Linked DNA regions of Astyanax mexicanus: region 2 is linked to region 1. Evidence: chromatin contacts called from public Hi-C data. All regions are on one chromosome and are shown on one strand. The core of a region is the stretch at or near the end of the contact, and the rest is flanking DNA. Distances in the headings are between cores, read along the strand shown. Region 1 overlaps akap13 (A-kinase anchoring protein 13). Region 2 holds the start of akap13 (A-kinase anchoring protein 13).

Region 1 (7,262 bases), core at 3,138-5,637:
GGTACACACACTCCAGCACATGCTCCAACACGGGAACACACACTCCAGCACACAGTTCAGCACAGGCACACAGAGGTACGGGTATTGAAGCACAATGTTTACCTGTGCTGGAGTGTGTATTAGAGCATGTAATGGAGTGTGTGTAACTGTGTTGGAGTGTGTGCTGGAGTTTGTGTACACACACTCCAGCACATGCTCTAATACACACTCCAACACAGGTACACACACTACAGCATATGCTCTAATACACACTCCAACACAGGCAAACATTGTGCTTCAAGCACTTAGTCATAGACAGTACAGCAGTACAGCATGCAATTGTTCACAAGCTGATAATTTAACACCAGTTTTTTATAATATGGTTTAATATTATGGTATTTAGCATGCACACTAATATGCACACCAGCACAAACACATTCTAAAATATACACTCACACAGGGAAACATATTAAAAGTAAAGCTATTATAAAAAATGTTCTTTGGTTCCGCAATGAACCACACTCTAACACACACCAACATAAGTATAACATCAGTGCACACTCCACCAAGGTAGGGGAGTCGTGTCTGTGTGTGTTTGTATGTTTATTAAACTCACTTGGTTCGTTTTTTTTTTCACCCCCATATCAGCTCATTATCAGTCACTGCACTGCCCACGTTCTCCATGCTTCACACTCTGACTCCCAGCTCACATACTTCCAAAGAAAACATTCCCACCCAGTTAAACTGTGCGTTTCAGGTCTAATCGTTTAGTTTTTTTCCTGAAAGGCTGTGAATCAATTCTGAAGATGCTTATCATCACTATCATAACATAACTCCAACACAGTGTCTATATAGGGAATGAGAGAGTGATAACGTAGTGATTTTATTAACAATTTTATTTTTGGAAAAAATATTTGGTTCATTAAAAAAATAAATGAATAATTAGTAAAATAATCTATGTAAAAATTATTCTATCAGCTGTAACCCCACCACTTCCAGAGTTCCCTAACCAGTTTAATCTCAGTCTGGTACTGATTTTGCCGTCCAGTCCTATTATTTACCATAAAAAAAAACATTTTTTGATATCTTTTTCTAAATTGTAACACAAAAAATAAAAAAAAATGATCATTATTTTCACGCATTGTATTTATTTAACAGCCGACATAAATAATCTCATTCTTATACTGTCACCATAAAAGACTCCATCTATTTGGACCTTTTTGGAACAAACAGCAAGCATGAAAAAAACATTGCTTGTGCTTAAACTGCAAATATTTTTCCTATGCATATTGCTTCATGCATTTCAGTTTTAGGACTACTTTTTTATTTAAAATATCAGCATTACATTAACAAAATTAAATGAAATTATATTAGTGGTATCAATAACTTAAATTAATTATAATCATGATTCTTATTTTGAATGCTGCTACTTTCCTGTATGGTGGGGCAGTTACAATAGTGTAGTGTGGTTTAGGTCAGACAGACTAGAGCTTTTTAACTGTATTATAATATCTCAGGAGAGAGAGAGGGAGGGGAGATGGAGTGTGTGAGAGAAAGACAGTACAAGTAAGCAAGAGACAAGCGCGAGTGAGAGAGAGAGGGGAGAGGGTGAGTGAGTAAGCGAACACCTGAGATTTTAGCACAGCGGCGTTGTGCCGACAATTTCAATAATTACTGTGTTTCTGCGTGCACTCTCTGCTTTTGTGCGCTAGGGTGTCGTTGTGGTTGTTTTTACGTTGTTGTGTGTGCTCTCTGCATTTGGCACATATTATGCAAAGTATCGATGTCACCCAACTCATGCTGTAATAAGTAATACTAATCTTATATCACCAAAACAACAACTTGACAGGAACAGGAAAAAAAAATAATTTTAGTGTAAAAAGTTCCTTTTTTTAATCCCAAGTTCAAATGAATTCTGACTTACTTCCGAAGATTCAAATCATGTCAAAAAAGTATTGGCAAAAATGTAGTTTTTCATGTGAATGCAATGACTTGTCAGTGTTCAATGTAAATAAGTAAACAAAACTTTAAACAAACAAAAAAACATTGTAGACAGCTTTTCATGGTTCACTGAATTTACCAAATTGTGTCAAATTAAAGATATCACCACCTTTCTGAAATAATCGTATAACAATTTACTTTTTAAATTTCCTAATAATGCTGGCCACTTGTGGTAATATATATATATATATATATATATATATATATATATATATATATATATATATATATATATATATATATATATATATTTTTATATATATATATATATATATATATATATATATATATATATATATATATATATATATATATTTATATATTTGATCTGGATTTTTACTCTTCATCTTAGTTAAGTCTATAAAGCTAGCTAGAAGTGTGGCTGTTAATATGTTAACTGTTCTGTCTTGCCAATCAATATTTTTAAAGATTTTAAATGAGGAAAGTTGTTGGTTGGTTCTGTTGCTCGACTATTCTCTTAAACCATTGCTAATGTTTAAATAACCATATGTTTTTTGTGTTTTCTAAAAACTTAAAAAAAAAAAAGTTTATTTTAGAAAGGTGTCGATATTTTAAATAGGTGCTTTATTTTATACTGTCATCTGACATCATCATAGATATTCTTAACTTGTTGTATTATGCTGGTAGCAGTGATGTGTGAGTGAATTGGGGAATTTGCGTTTGTGGAATGCTGCTCATTTGTCAGAGAGCCAGATTTGTTCTTTGTAACGTTAGCCGGAGACGATTATCAGTGAAATTGTATTAGATTATAAATAGTCAGGCCTCTACTGCCCTGCCAGCCTGCCAGTTTTCACTCTTATCTCTAAAGATCAGTCTAATCTCATACCGGGATATATGATATTAGTAACATGCAGAACTGCTTATTGGAAATAGAAAAGGTTAATATGTAAACAAAGTAAGTCAGATTTGGATTTGGTGTGAAAAGTTCTGTTCGCACATCACTTAACCTATTACATTAAATAGTTATTAAAACACCTGATACCTGAGACACTGTTTTGGGAAACTGGAAAAGAACATTGCGGTCTGCTGTTTTTAAAGCTCATATGAATAAGCCAGAGGGGTAAAAATACAATAGATCTTTTGGTTTAAATAAGAAGTTCATGGGCCAGGACGGCTTGCTATCATTGGCAGAACGATTAATTATACCAGCACTTATGAAGAAAAATGTGAAAACATATAATAAAACTCTTTTTTTTGTTTGTATATACTGTATTATCTATACAGTATAGTTTCACTATAATAGTATTTAGACACTATATTACCGTATTTTTTACGATATAAACCACACTTAATATCCTTACATTTTCCCAAAAATTGTAAGTGTGTCTTATGCATGAATTTTACCAATCAGTTTGTAAGGAGCAGTAAAGCCACTCTGCTGAAGTATAGTGTTATACAGGGGCTGGAGCAGTATTAGCATTAGCTGCTAACAGTAGCATTAGATTCTTTCGCCATTTAGAGGTGAGTATATTGGACTGTAGTCTGCGTGTTTATCAGCTAGAGATTTGTTACACGTAGCTTGTTTTAACATGGTAGAGTCTTAGGTTACCAGAACATTCAGGGTTCCTCAGTGTAGTGCTATCTGGCGTCATATACTAGCGCTAATTGCTGCTGCTAACTACGGCTAGGCCCAATTTAATTTTACTCCTTGGCCCCTTACACTTACCCCTACCCTTTCTTTTCACTGAGTTACAAGGGGAAGAGATGAAATCCTCCACCCTAAGATTTGGTACAACCTTTCAAGCACCCGATACATCATCAGGAGTGCTAAAGATAGAAGAGAAACATGGTGTCACCCTTGTTCTCTACTATTGTTGCTTAAATGCTCTTTATAATCCGGTATGCCTTATGCATCATTTCTGGGTGTTTAATAGTATTAATTGTATTCTGTAATAATAAAGTTTGAGTAAAGATGCAGTTTAACAGACTTCAAAAGTTTGAATATTTACAAATCAGAAATAATGATAATATATCAATGCTTCATAACGTACCATTTATTTTGCATGAGGTCTCGGCAGTGCCCTTTAGTCTGCCTGGAGACGATGCCTATGTGACCTCATCTTCTCTGCTGCTTTTTGTGTTGATGTTAAATGATGTCATGGAGTTTACAATATTTGTCAGCTCCTAATTTAGCAATGATGTCATGCAGGTAGTGTAGCAGCAGTAAATACCCAAACAAATAAATAAACACAGGCTTTTATGAAGAGATGGTGAACAGCTGAGTGCGTTTCCTGTAATATGCTGACTATTTTATTTGTCCTTCAGTATTTCCCCTGTTTCAGACTGCAGACACTGCCATAGGGATCGTCTGACAGTACTGCATTAGAGAGTGTGTGTGTGTTTGAGTGTCTGTGTGTTTATGGGGTTGAGTGTGTGTGTTTTGGAAAATGAAATTCCTCTGAGTGTGTTGCTGGTGGTGTGTGAGTGCCGGTGTTTCCTGCAGCTGGCGCTGGGCACCTGGACCTGCTCTGGAATTGAATTGACCAATGGGCACTGTGCCCAAAGCCTGATCCTTTATCGCCCCCTATAGGAGCTACAGTATATCACTGTCCAGGGACATTTTTCTATTCACAGCTTCCAGCTATATAGCACTAATTTACCTTTTAATGAATAATTTATTAATAATTTGTCAGAGACAATTTAAAACGATTGAACCATATTGGTCTTTGAGAACCCATACCAAGGCTCAAAAGACTTACATATGCGCTTGCCGCTATACTTTATTTTTGATAGTTTAACAGTAATAACAGGACCCCTTAGGATTTTGTTGGATTATTTTTTTAGATTGTAGGACTTGTTGAACTCTTTTCCTTAAATTTTTACTCATATTATCATTACTGGTAAATTAATAGAAATTGTAAGGAAAATATACCAAATATACCAAAATATACCAAACAATGTTTATTTTATTTTTAAATGTGACATATGCAAAACTCATTTTTTGTGTGCTTTAAAAATATAAATATAATTTCGGTCATTTTGTTTGAGAACTTCAAACAGTACACAACAGGATTAGCCAGTAGACTTTGTCTGAGGAAGGGATCTGTACCTACTGTATGTGGCAAGTCAGTAGATGAGAGATGTTAGTACTTTCAAATAAGGAGTTTTGTGTTTTTATCACAGTTAAGCATGGACTAGCTTGTTCGCATTTTGCATTTAAGCACAAGCTGACAGAGCCCATAAACAGCTTATTCTAAAGGGACTAAAACTGGCAGGAATAGAGCTGATGAGATCTCTTTATGTGACAGGGATTTTGTGCAGAGAACTTTATAAACATATTGTATAGCTCATTTTTGACCTTGTGTGTATTAATAGGATTTTTTCCTAACTATGCTTTAATAACACAATCTACACCCAGCCTACCCTCAGCGTCACCCACTCAGACTGAGTGAATGCACTTCACTAGCCTCTCTCTCTCTCTCTCTCTCTAGGCTGAGTATCCAAATTAGTCTTTAAATCCCCAGCGGCTCGTTTAACTGAGCGATCCCATTCCCAGCCTTTCATTAACAGCCTAGAACAATCCCCCCACTGTCTCTCCTCTGTTGACCACTAGCTCCAGTTTCTCTCTCACTGTCACACTCCAGAATAGCCACCAGTAATCTTTCATTACGCTGGAAACCAGTAAAGAGGCTCTGCTTGTGCTCTGTTTGGTCTCTGCTGTAAATTATTCATCTCTGTTTTTAACTTGGCCTGCTCAGCTCTACCCAGAATCCCTGCTTGCAGAGGTAGCTCAGGGTCCAGCTCTTCACTCATTGGTCTGTCTGTTTTTATGAAGTGATGGAGCTGCAGCTCATTGGCCAAGGCAGTAAGTGGGCGGGTCTAAGTGTTATCAGTGTTTGGCTCAACAAACCCTTTTAATGAGCTCAGGCTGGAGGATAGTTCTCACAGCGCAGATCTGAGCTCTTACACTGCGTCTAAAGAACCGGAGCCGTTAATGTTCCTGATAGCAGGAGCAGCAGTAATGTTCTGACTGTGAACAGCAGCCGTAACTCTGGATCAGCTGTAAGCACTTTATTTTACTCTTTACTCTTTAAGAACATGCATGCTACAGATTAAACTGAATTAAATTGGCTCTTTTTGAAAAAGAGATATGGATATGGAGGATATAAACGGTTTGATATGGTATTGAATGTGTTGAAATTATGGTAATGTAACAAAACATATCACTAATACATGTTAACTCTTGAGTCATTCACCTGACCTTCATTTTAAAAAGTGTGTACCTGTAAATATAATTGTATAGTTGTGCTATAATTGTGATAAGTCACAATTACATTATTAAATAGTATCATGTATACAGTACAAGTCAAATACACACCTTCTCATTCAGTTTTATTATTTTATTTTATTTTTTTCCTACATTGTAAGTAAGTACTGAAGTCATTCAGACTATGAGTGAATACATAAAGAATCATGTAGTATTTAGGTGCTCTTATCTGGAGTGCTGTTAAATTGCAGTTTTTGAGGCTGGTAACTTTGCTGAACTAATCCTGTGCAACAGCGAACACTCTTGTGCTTACTTTCTTAGGGTGGGCCAGATGAGAGCCATTTTCATCATAAAGTTTTTGATGGTGTTTTGACTGCACTTAAGGGTATTAAGGAAAATTTTTAAAGTATTTTTTTTTTCTTTATTTAATTGAGTAGATTGTGCCATAATATGGTTTAGAACATTACTCAAATGTTAAAGCTGCGTTTCAATAAAAAATAACAAAGAACTAGTATCACTAGTTAGAACTATTCTGTGTTGAATCTATGTTTTTCTTTTTGTCTTAATATTTTGTGTGTGTGTTTGCCAGCAGATCCTGGACCCCATGAGACTCTGCTGCACTTTGCGGCGCGGCGTGGTCTGCGGAGGGTGGCACTGTTCCTGCTGCAGCAACCGGGCGGCCAGGACGCCCTGAGACACCCAAACAAACAGGGACACACACCTGCAGGAGTAGCACACAAAAGAGGACACTCTCAACTGCAGCACCTACTCTCAGAGTGAGTACACACACACAAGGGTACACACTAAAGATAAAATGTGTCAGACTAAGACCTTTAACCACATTATAATTAATCATTTTTCACAGCAATAGAAGTTTTTTTTATACGTTTTTGAAGAAAGTCGTTGTTATCTTGTGATCTAGTCACCAGCTCACCTGATTAACCAGACTTACTATAAAGAACACTAGACTGGCATATGTTTTAAAGAACACAGTGATATAAAAGCAATAGTATTTGTATTTAATAAAATACATTGTTTATAAAAGTGTTTTGCT
Region 2 (7,132 bases), core at 2,472-4,971, 54 kb before region 1:
TATTATTATTATTATTATTATTATTATTATTATTATTATTATTATTACTACTACTATTATTTACAAAATCCAAAAGATTTACAGATGTTTTGTTTGAATGTTCTACATAAAACGTTTATTATTGTTATTATTATTATTATTATTATTATTATTATTATTATTATTATTATTATCATTATCCTATATTAGACTGTACTATTTATTTTATTAAAAATGTTTATTCTTTAAATTAATAAAATATTTCAGTTACTGTCACCAAGAACATTATTATAAACACACCCTGTAGCTAAATGGCCTAACAAAGTACTACAGTATATTAAGCTAACTAAAATAGAATATGTCAACATCTAATAATAAGTACTTGTAACTTTCTGACAGGTAATATTCTCACTCTAATGGTAACCTAATCCTAATCAAATATTATATACAGTTATCTTTCACTAGTGGCATCAAATATTTTCTAAGGTGATGTTATCGTAAAACAGTAGGGAGCTGTGCTGAGCTGTGAAATGGTAAATTCATGTGCGTTGTGTCTGACCCGTGTGTAAACCTGTGTAAGGAGAATGAAAATGAAGATTTGTGCAAAAGAAACACTCATTCATAAATTCGTCAATTAAATTCTGAACGACGGAATTAATGCATTGCTAAAATATATCATAGAACCACACAGCCATACTTGAAGTAGCATAGAAAATGAATGTGGCTCATTTTAGACCCACGCTGCCCGTTTGAGCGGCAGCGATACAAAAAGGGCTTTTATTTAAAAAGTAAGAAAGCAAAAAATAATATAAGGATGTACCATGATCAAAAACAATTTAATTAAGGAATACCTTGAATACTGAATGATTCGGAATATTACGATCTCATAGTGAACAGTTTTTATTTTTTTAAGAGTGACCCTAAAACGTATAGAATCTCTACACAGATCTGCTAAATGTGTTGCTGGATTTTGTGTGTCCGGTTGATTTCCTAATTTCTCCATTTATGCATTCATTCTGTATGCTGTGGTGGTCTCTGTATTGCGCGTTTTATTAAAATCCCCAATGCCTTCGAGAGAGAGAGAGTGTGTGTGTGTGTGTGTGTGTGTGTGTGTGTGTGTGTGTGTGTGTGTGTGTGTGTGTGTGTGTGTGTGTGTGTGTGTGTTGGCTGGCTCAGGTCTTGCGGCATCAGACAAATTAAACATGATTACTAAATAGGCCAGCAATGAAAGAGTTGATAAAAAATAAGTACATTTGATTACATTTTGTTATGTTTTAATCAGGGACTACATTTTGCAAAGCCCAGTTTAGCCAGAAATACATGAATCTAGCACATCTAATAACACAGCAGACATTTGAAGCACTTGGGGGCTTTTATTTTAACAGGAGATATAGTTCCCTGACAGAGTCAGAGGGCTGAACTGCTTGGAGAAGGAGGGGATATGTATATTCTGTCGGTTTTTGCATATGGAACGCCTGGAGGCGTTATGAAAACGCGTGGTGGCGTTATGTAAGCGCCTGGCGCCGCCACACGCTCTTAAACGCCTGGCGGCGCCTCGCGTTTGTTCCAAGGCGTAAAAGTAAGCCCTGCACGGCGTTTTGGACGGCGTTTTTTAAGTATTACGCACGCTTTAAGCGCCGTCAGACCCAGGCGAATTCTGACCCATTTGGCTTGCCATATCATAGAGGGGGGGCAGCGCGGTGGTGCGTTCTAAATCACTCCCTCCCTATCACAGAAACAGTGCAGTGTTTACCATTGGTTAACACACAATATAGTGCACTATTCCTGTGATAGGGCGTGATTAAGAACGCAGAGACCAGTGCTAATGTACAGCGTTTAACAGCACGCGGCGACAGAGAAACGAGAGGCTGAGGAGAATACAGGGAGAGGGAGCGTAGTCGAGGTTCCCTGTGCGATATTTGTCTCCAGAAGCTGATATGGTATAAAAAAGCTAATTTGAAAGCATATATTATCCGTAAATTGCACAATTTAATTTATTACATTAAAAATATTTCTGTTAGTAACAACATATTTCTGAACGAAACATACAGTACTGTGCAAAAGATTTAGGCACCTGTGGGGATTTCAGTAAAGAAAAAGCTTCTTATCTGTGAAGTAAGTGATTGTTAGCTCTAAAACACTAAAAATACAATAAATACAAACAGCAATTTTACAAAAAACAGAGCTTTTATAGCCCTGTTTTCCTGTTTTTTTAAACATCTCCTAATCTCTCCTCCTCATCTGAGTTTAATAGAGTTATTTATCATCATATCTACACCTGGTTTGGTAATTTGGTAAATCAGGTGAGCTGCTGACAGAACTGAACATAATATACACATGCTATTATATATAAAAGGTAAAGGATTATATATTTACAATAAAGTAGTTCCTAAATAATTTAGATTTATTAGTCCTGTTTGCTAATTTTTACCATTATCAACCTTAAAATTAATAACATAAAGATAAAGATTTGGTGGATTTGATGTTGCATGTATACAGTACCAATTAAAAGTAACACACCTTAAATTCAGTGATTTTTTTATTATTTTGAAATGTTTTGCATTTTAGATTAATAATAAACTAATACAGACTATACGGAAATATATAGTGGAATATTTAGTAAACAAACAAAAAGGTTAAACAAACCAGACTATGTTTTATATTTTGAATTCTTTAGAGTAGCACCTCTTGCTAAAATGACAGCTTTGCACATTTTGGGATTTGGGATTAGGGGTAGAGTCATCTAAATATGGATGAAACTGGTTCTCCTCGCAATAATTTTTATTTTAATATAGTGCTTTCTCTAATATAAACATCTTTTCTTATAGTCCTCTCTCTTTTAAACCTTACTGTTAATCATATTCAGGCAATTTCTTGCAAATCAAAGGAACTCTGATGCATTAACATAATTTGCCACAAACGCCAAGAGATCTGGTGCTAACTACTGTGAGTTGCAATTTGGCAAATCCAAGTCTCACAAGAGGAATTATCCCTCTGGAGGACAAAACAAGAAAGTAAATATTTGACCATCAGTGGTTTATTTTGGGTTTGGGGTTTATATTTACATCTTCGCACATACTTAAAAAAATGTGCATTTAAATTAGTCAATTGCTGAAACTAAAGAAATTAAACTGGTTAAGTTGTTCACAGTGAATGATGTTACTTTCAAATAGTTAAATGAATATGCCACTTATATACCAGTCCGTATTTAAATGTGAAAATAATTAGAACATTTTTGTGAGTTTGCTACCCCTTAAGGTTAAAATAGCCAAAATGACGCTTGTATGATGTAAGCTAATTACAAATAATGTTAATAATAGTGGATATGTTACACACATTGTAGCCTATGGAATGATGATGCGTATGGTGCTGAGGTGGTGGGTTTAGAGCCCAGAGGTGTCAAGTAATGAAGCACAAATACATTCTTACCTTATTTTTATGTAGTGCACTATAGGCCCTATATGTGGTATGGCCTAAACTTTTGTCCCTAATGGAATTTTTTTGCAGTGAATGAGAATACTGTGAGCACCTGTGTTAGTGTTAATAAGGGCCCGGCTGGCCCTGACCGCGGCGAGGCGCAGTTCATCTCCAGCAGCCGCTGAGACCCGCCGTCTGCAGGGGCCGCGTGTTTTCAGCCGCGGGCTGCAGTTCCTCAGATCGGCCGCTAGAGGCAGCGCTCCAGATGGCCGCTCCGCCACAGCAGCACAAGTTTAGCTCAGCGTGGAGCGAGTGGGCGCTTTCTGCCCCAAAAAACAGGATTTTTAACCGCGATTAGACCAAACCCAGTCCAGTCCGAGGAGAAGAGCGGCTCTGGAGCGGATAGGCGCTGTTTAACCCGTGCTGGAGAGTGGTGTGTTGGTGGGTGAGAGGGTATGAGTGTTTCTGAAAGGCAGCAGGAGGATCTGAGCACGGCGGACCCCGAGGTGAGAGAGAGCCTGTGTACTATCTACTGTTATTACTGCAATACTGCATACAATACACAATTTTCTCACGTTTCTCCTGTTTCTGTGGTTTTTCGGGGCATTTTCCGAGATTTATAGTTTTATAAAAGAGCCTAGTTTTCAACTTTGGCTTGTGCATAAAGTTTGGCTTCAGTTTAGTTTGTGTTTTTAGTTGCTTTAAAGATACTATGTTCCATATTTTCACTTTTTGTTATTATTTTTCCTCATTTGTCAAAAGTAGGAGCTCATGTTAAGCGTTGTGCTGCCTGTGAGAGTGAAGGAAACCATGCGTTTGTTTTGGTTCTACAAGGATTCAACATAGGGGAGGGCAATGTGGTTAAAATATTATCACAATATTTAAAGACATTTTCATGTAGGGCTGCGCAATAGTGTAAAAAAACTAACTTGAACTTCTTCAAATATATGAGTGATTCTCATATTGATTTAAATTATTAGTTCTTTATTTGAAAAATGAAGGTCAGTCAATAGTAAAAAAGATTTTAAAGATCTTTAAAATTATCCTTAAGTACAGTTGAAAAGACCATCAAAAATGCTATGATGGAACTGGCTCTCATAAGTAACACACCAGGAAAAGAAGATGAAGAGTTATCACTGCTGCACAGTTCCTTAGAGTTACCAGCCTCAGAAACCACAAGTTAACAGCACTGTTTGGTAAATACAGATATGCAGCACCTGGGTGGTCGATAACTAATGTAAGAAATAAAGACAGTGCAATTTGGCAAAGCCATATCTTACAAAATCAGGTATCCCTCTGGAGGACACATTAAGAAGTGCATGAATTTTGTCTGCAGTTTAGTTTGTGTTTCTAGTTGCTTTAAAGATATTAATTTCCATGATTTCACTTTTTAACTCAGTTATTATTTTCCTCATTTGTCAAAAGTAGGAGCTCATGTTGGAAGTAGGACTGCTTGGAAGAGTGAATGAAACCATGCCTTTGTTTTGGTTTAACATAGGGGTGGACAATGTGGTAAAATATTATATTCCAATATTTAAAGATATTTCCGTGTAGGGACGGGTGATATTGTAAAATAAATAAATAAATAAATAAATAAATTCTATACTTCAAATATATATTAAACACAGTGCATTGTGCAAACATAACCTCCTTGTATTTCTTTTAAGGCAAAATGTCAAAATACAAAATCACATACACATATATACATACAAATTGAAAACCTCTGAATGTAATCAAGAAGAGGATGGATGATCACAAGCCATCAAACCAAGGTGTGGCATAAAGTTACCCAAAAGCAGTGTGTAAGACTTCTGGAGTAGCACATGTTAAGATGAATGAAAACTGTGATTAAAAACAGTTGCATTATTTGAGGTTTGAAAGCTCTGCATCTTTTGTTGTTACAGCCATTTCTCATTTTCTGCAAATAAATGCTGTAAATGGCAATAGTTTTATTTGGAATTTGGGAGAAATGTTGTCTGTAGATTATAGAATAAAACAACTATGTTCATTTTACTCAAACATAAACCTATAAATAGCAAAATCAGAGAAACTGATTCAAATACTGAAGTGGTCTTTTAATTTTTTCCAGAGCTGTCTCTCTCTCTCGCTCTCTGACATACATTATAATATATAATGTACGGTATGTCAGCCCACTATTCCCATTACTGTGCATCCAAACTAACAACCTCATGTAGAACCATTTATAGGAAACGAGCGAAAAGAATAACCTACTTCTCCAGCAGTTTATTCAGTTAGGATATGAAAATTGCAGTCCCACATTGTCCTGCACTCCCTGTAGCCATGCAAATATTCAGACTGCCCCCTTAACTGCTGCTACCACTGTATCCACTGAACGTCCTTGTTTAACTTTGAGAAGTAGTTCAGAATGTGGGCTAAATTCTTAACAGGAGTATTATTCTACAAAACTCACCAAGTGAAATGTTTTGTCTCTGTTAAAAGCAGAGGAAATTAAGTCAGTTAGCACTGGGGCTTTTGCTGGGTTTCATTAAGTTTATTGAATATATTATGGAATAATAAATTATGGAAGCTAAACGATTAAAAATGGTTCCTCAGGTTCTTTTCCTGAAGGTTCTGATAACATCTTGTTACAAACATCATTGTGGTAGATCTCCCCTTGTCTACAACATTCTCACACTGTTACAGTATGTTATGCTAGAATGAAGGCTAGCATGGTATTTCTTTGAAATGTGACTGAGCTCCACCATCTTTTCAGGCTGTAAGTCCACTAAAGCAAGTCCACTAAAGCGCAACACGATTGGAGGAGAACACTAGCTGCTAATTTTGCTACATGGGTTGACTGACACCTGCCATGCTAGTGTCTAATATTGAGGGAGGGGGAGGGAGTGATTAGTTTGTAGATGGTCTTGAGTTTGACATTTTGCTATTTCATTTGATTTTCAATGTTTATGTATATGGTTTATATTTCTGAATATACTTAAATGTATTTTGCAAAACAATTAAGGTGCATTAAAGTGAGACTTCGTTGGTCTATTTAGCAGTGTTGTTGCGCATTGTGAGCAAGCTAAGAAAGTCCTAGGAGCCAACACATTTATGTTTTACCTGCCAGTCAATAAGATATACTGTACATTATATCAATGTAACTACTGTCATTCTACCAACCCAGAGAGAAAAGGGACAATTATGCACTTTTGAACTCCCGATTACTGACAGATGACTGTGGCATCACAGAGGATTAAAGACCTTCTGAGACCTCCTGAAGACACTCAACATTTAGCTTTCTTTGTTACAGTTAGCAGAAACGTATGGAAATGAAGAGGAGCTTATATGAGAAGGATGCTGATATGAACTACAGGGCTATCCTGTGTTGCAGTGTGGGAAATATTTCATGTTTTTCATGTCCCTCGTGCATCCCTCAGTTTGTTGTTGTTAAGACTACAGGTCTTTAAACACCCCCGGCTTTCTTCAGGCTTTGGGTTCTTCTTGGATTCTTCTCGGATTCTTCTCTCTGTCTGAATGTAGATGAGCTGGAGGTGTGCAGACAAGCTCTAACATGTCTCATACTTATTAACAATGCACCCTATATGGACACGTTTTGGAAAAGCTTCTCACTGATTGCTTCTATTGAAATTCTGGGTATTATAGAAGAGTTTGTTCTGGAGCAATGTTCGTAACGGTCCGTGTTATTCTTTTTAATAGATATTGGAGGATTGCATTTAGTGACCAATCGATTAAAGAGGTCAGGATCACCACACAT

The links. A called contact is a pair of places that touch in the nucleus more often than the background predicts.
Region 2: a Hi-C map of muscle shows a contact between it and region 1, with 17 times the contacts expected there. The contact joins the promoter of akap13 here to the enhancer-like site in region 1. A contact is called at or near these places in 2 of 3 Hi-C or Micro-C datasets (both in muscle).

Annotation. Positions count from the first base shown.
Region 1 is chr10:9,910,971-9,918,232 of AstMex3_surface, reverse strand. It overlaps akap13 (A-kinase anchoring protein 13), which reads left to right. Exons shown (of 41, transcript XM_049484323.1): 5 at 6,798-6,984. Among protein-coding and RNA genes, the nearest start is that of akap13, 53 kb to the left of the region's middle. Within about 2 kb of position 4,387, the one cell type or tissue checked has an H3K27ac peak away from gene starts, as active enhancers do.
Region 2 is chr10:9,964,287-9,971,418 of AstMex3_surface, reverse strand. It overlaps akap13 (A-kinase anchoring protein 13), which reads left to right and starts at 3,721. Exons shown (of 41, transcript XM_049484323.1): 1 at 3,721-3,902.